Linked DNA regions of Anas platyrhynchos: region 2 is linked to region 1. The links are chromatin contacts, called in public Hi-C maps. All regions are on one chromosome and are shown on one strand. Each heading gives the region's core, a stretch centred on a gene start, on an enhancer-like site or on the middle of the called end of the contact. The rest is flanking DNA. Distances are from core to core; before and after follow the strand shown.

What was found. Hi-C and Micro-C count contacts between places; a contact is called where the count stands out from the background.
Region 2: a Hi-C map of skeletal muscle shows a contact between it and region 1, with 2.8 times the contacts expected there. The contact joins two enhancer-like sites. A contact is called at or near these places in 2 of 8 Hi-C or Micro-C datasets (liver and skeletal muscle).

Annotation. Positions count from the first base shown.
Region 1 is chr3:56,652,703-56,655,211 of IASCAAS_PekinDuck_T2T, reverse strand. The region is part of intron 4 of ARID1B (AT-rich interaction domain 1B); the gene reads right to left. Among named protein-coding and RNA genes, the nearest start is that of ARID1B, 170 kb to the right of the region's middle. Within about 2 kb of position 1,256, at least 3 of the 8 cell types and tissues checked have an H3K27ac peak or open chromatin away from gene starts, as enhancers often do.
Region 2 is chr3:56,719,673-56,722,181 of IASCAAS_PekinDuck_T2T, reverse strand. All of the region lies in intron 5 of ARID1B (AT-rich interaction domain 1B), which reads right to left. Among named protein-coding and RNA genes, the nearest start is that of TMEM242, 160 kb to the left of the region's middle. Within about 2 kb of position 1,256, at least 2 of the 8 cell types and tissues checked have an H3K27ac peak or open chromatin away from gene starts, as enhancers often do.

The DNA of each region.
Region 1 (2,509 bases), core at 7-2,506:
TCATTTGTTTGACACTATTATTCTAGAAAAATTATAGCACATGGCCTCTCTGATACCTAGAGGGTTTTTGCCAACTGCCTGCTTGCTAAAAAGGCATGCCTCTGGCACTTCTAAGATAGGTTCAAAACAAAATAAACGTGTATGTTAATGCTCACATTTTGTAATACTTTTGTATCCACCGTATCACAAAGATCAAGCAGATCAGAAAGGACTCTCTTCCCCATGATAACAAAATCATGAAAGAACGAGGAAATACAGGGGTTGCCGCCTGAATTGCTGTCAAATCACCTCCTCACCGCCGGGTCGCGATAAGACAAGCCTTATCACGCTGCCCAATTCACAATCAAATTACCTGCTCCTGTCCCCAGTCTGCCCTTTCCCTTCCCAGGGCTTCTGGGCAGGTGGGTGGGTGGGGGAAGCACCGTGGTCTCGGCGACTTACAAACGGGACTCCTCAGTCTGGGCACGGCGAGATGCAAATGCACCTCCAGCCACCGTGCCCGCACACCGGCCTTGCCGGGCTGCCTGCTGGAACCAGCCTGGACACCCGGGTGCATGCAAGGTGCTGCAGCGCGTGGTGCTGCTACAACCCTCCAATCCTTCTCTAGTTCAGATTGTCAGCTTTTAAGCTCTGTCCCTCCACAACTCTGAACTCACCTTTTTTAAACAAGAGGAACAATAAATTTATCCTGCTTTCACTTTTCAGCGCCCTTAGAAAGTTTATTTCAAAGATAAATATTGCTATAGTCATTCATATCTTCATGAAACCCAGCCTACCTAGCTGTAATATTTGCATTCTTTGCCTCCCTTTTAAAGTAATTTAGGATTCAACAACTGTAGACCATGGTTGCCCTTCTCCTTGGAGCAGGGACAAACTTAAATGACCCACACTAGTTTTTGGCAATTCTTCAAGGACTTACAAAGCTTGTACACTGCTTTTAGCGTATGCAGGACTACATAGGAATAAACTTTGGTAACTGAGACAACCTTTCCTTCCCTTTTTTCTCTGCTAACTGCCACCAGTTTATTTTTAATGGCTATCATGCATGTTCTTACAGTCAGGTTCCAAGCCTGCAGCAAGGGAAAAGCGGGCACGCTCCCCAGGCAATCCTTGAAACAAACATACCAAAGACACCTTTGTTACCACCCTGAATCTATGCCTGAATTAAAGGCGAGGTAGTTGCACAGTATCAGCCTCATGAATTAAGGAGAAATCAGCTGAGGTTTCCTCACTTTTCATACACAGTCCATGGAAACTACTTAGTCAAGGCCTTTTGGCTATGTAAGTGCCAGCCCCTTGCAGTGTGACCCCTGTAACAACGGGACAATGTGACCCAGCTCAAGACACTCTTTAAATCTAGCACCCACTTTTTCTTAGCCCTTTGTGATGTCAGTTATTTATCTTCTACTTCACCAGGGTTAGAAATAACAAAGATCAGTGCTCAAATTTCTGAAGCCGCAACTTTTAGCTCCCAAAATACACTTTAAGCAACAAAAAGATCTCTTTTTAAATGGTAGAACAACTGTGTGCTATTTTGCGTTAAAAGGGTTTGAAAGGATTTTCAGAAACTATGCTGCATTTCACACTTGCTTATTAATTCTCCTCATTCTCCTTATTAGCATGTACAGACAACACAGCAGCTCAAGGACAGCTCGCTGAAGCAGCTCTGTGCTTGGTCAGCCAGCCTTAGAGATAAAGCACAATGATGCCTCATGTTCTTCAAAGCTGTACAGCAGAGCAGATCTGTCCTGCTCATATTTTTAAAATTCTTAAATGCCAATGTTTTTGTGGAAGCTGATTTACAAAAAGTAATAATAATAATAAAAAAAAATCATTCACATCTTCACCATTGTGCCTAATACACTGTCTTGGACATGATATTGACTAACCTGCTGTTTTAGTCTCCCATTGCAAATATTTTGCAAAATCCTGGGAATGAGGCCAATCCCTGAGAAGCAAAAGAAATAGACTCTAGATATTAGCTAACTAAAAGCAATAACCATCAGCCTTGTGGGATACAACACTCACTACAGAATTACATATGTATTAGAAGCAACTGGGGAGAACAAAAAGTTGTGGATTAGATGGCGATGGGGCAATCCCTGGGACCTCAAACAGAAAGAGACAGAGTTAGACCAGCACCAGGAAGCAGCCATTGCAAACTGGGGATAAATGGACATTTGAGATTGCGCATGTGCTGATCAGTGCACACTCACGAGTTGCTGCAGCAGGGCCTACCAGAATTACCTGCAAGCATGCTCTGAGACAAGTTACTCCTCCACAGCTACCACAGACATCTCTGATCAGCAGCAAATTCACAGCAGCAGCATGTCCATCTGCTCTTGTCATGAGAAGGTGAAGCAGGTAAGGAACATACAGGCAGACATACGTATACCCATGCATGGACGCTGCTGTGAACACATTCACAGTTCAAACCTTTTGTATATTTTCTGTCAAGCACTGTTTTTCATACATATGCAAAGCTATGTAACATACAATTAGTTCTTTC
Region 2 (2,509 bases), core at 7-2,506, 67 kb before region 1:
AACCACTTAACATCAAAGAAAGTACCAGCTGTATAAGTTAAAAACAGAGCTCAACAGGTTCAGCTTTTTTCTTTTTTTTTTTTTTTTTTTTCTTTTCTTCGTTTTTTTTTTTGCTTTGGAAACCCACGGAGGAAAGATGCATAAACATATTTAGCAACAGGCATGGTGGAATGTACAATTTTGTATTGAGCGAGTTCCCAACCTCACCGACATGATCCAATTTATAACTGCAAATCTCCTGACACATATTTCTGTTAGAGAGTTTAACAAAATCCAAGTCTGCTGAACAATAGGGCTCATCCTGCCGAGCTTAAACTGGCCTCCAGCCAGGCAGACATGGCCCACTGCCAGCAATATTACCAATGAAAAATTCAGTCAATACAAAAATGACTAACAACAATAAAAAGTATTTCAATGAATCAGTGGTTTTAATGTTATTTGAATGTCCACACAGAACATGGGAATAAAGAGTAATACGTAGGTGTGCATGGTAAACGTGAAGCATGTTTGAAAGGGAGCAGACAGAAAAGGGGTATCTTATTATTCAAACAAGGCAAAGGGAAGGTATTTGCTTACTGAAATATCCATCCAGAACAGACAGGCTCATTTCTATGGCCTTGTTCAAAGACACCCCCAGTTTACCCACAGCTGTCTACCCACCCAAAGAGGAAGAATGGCGCACACAATGCTGCCTGTGAGGCTTAGGACACTAAATCTTCCCTTTCAATAGTGCTACGCGGTGTTTAAAGCAGGTGCTCATTGAAGTCCTTTCTCTGGGCCACAATTCAACGCCGTGTCCAGCACGGGGCCCTCACCACCCCCATTGCACTGCTACAGCTTGGCAGAGGCTTTGCACCCAACAGGAGGAGGAAGACCAAGAGCTGGGCATCTCCTAGCCTCCTGGTCACTGCTGGTTTGAGATGCCTCTGCTCTCGACAGCCAAAGCAGCTTGAAGACCACCTCAGGTTAGGCAGCAAGTATATATTTTAAGCACTTAGCCACTGCAGTGACGAGCACGGTATAAATAGCAGCAGACAGATTTATATCCCTCATCCTCAGAAACTGCTCAGATTGTTTTCCGTTTAAAAGAAATGGAAAGAATAAAAACACATGAAATAGATTTGTGCCTGCTGAGAATCATTTCCTCGTGCTTAGCAGCCACCCTTTTTTTAATGGCTGAGGCGAGGATCCTGTGGCTATTTCTGGAGCTGGGAGCAGAGCTGAAGGAGAGCCAGCAGGGGTTGCTCTTTCTTTAGAGCTACGAAGTGCCCAAAGCTGGAAATAAAACCGAGGAAAGGGGATGTGCCTGCCCTGCCCTTCCCTGCCCTGCTGCTTCCCGGCCTCAGAGCCACCAGCTATGGCGGGCCTGCGCACTGGAGCCAAAGCAATGAGAGGACTGCGATGAACAAAAGGAAAATCCATAAAATGTAGGGTGTGACCACCTGCTAACTACTCAGCTGAGGTGCCTCTACGCTAGAAAACACGATGGGCAACATGAGCATGAGCGGCTGCAACAACAGCCTCAGAGACGCAGGCGCTGGGCTGGAGGCCCAACGATGCCACGCGGCGCCCGCAGCTCCGGGATCCATGGCCTGGCTGGGTGCCCCAGGGCGTGTGACCATAACACACCGGCTTGTTTCGGTGCCGATCATGGGCAGACTGTGGCAACAGTTCGTGCCTGCACTGTACCAAACACCTTCTGCTTGACAGAAAGGATTGGGCGGCTCAAACTGTAAACAAGCAGTAGCGCCATGCTAACGCGGCGAGCTGCCACTGCCACCGCGCGTGCCTGAGGCACCGCGATCAGACAGCACTTCCAGTAAATCTTGACTGTGGCTTTTTTTTTTTTTTCCTGAAAACCATGTAAGATTTTTCAAAATGCTTAATAGTAGAGGCAGAGGTACTCCTGATTGCACCCCGCAGCTCCCAGTGGGACCCCCACCAGGTGGAGGCCTGGCAAACTTTAAGAGACATTAATATTGCATGGACGATCTGTACTAGGCAACATATTTTGACTACATTTATAGCAGGTCTTTAACTTTTTACATTGATAATAAGTTCAATTATCTGGCAGGAGCCTTATCCTGCACATGCAGATGTGCAAGCACAGACAGGGAAAGTCAGACTCTAGAACTGAGCATATACGGCGTGTTACAAAGAAATCATTTTCATCTGCATCCTTTGGGAATCCAACCTCAGGAGCTTTGCAAATTCACTGAAATTGTTTGTAACCTCTGTAAACATTAATGCTATTTTAGTTCACTTTTTAAAGTTTGCATTCTGCTTTTTGTTGTTGTTGTTTGTTTGTTTGTGCTTGGTATTGAAATAAAGTGGAAACCAAAGTTGTTGTTTCACACAAGAAAACAATTTCATAAACAAGTCAACCAACTCTACACATATTCAAACAAGGAATGAATCTGCAACAGAAGTGGCCATTATGTTAATTATTAGTGGGTACTACAAATTATCCAGGTGCTGGGCATGTGGAATACTGCACAAAAATATTTTC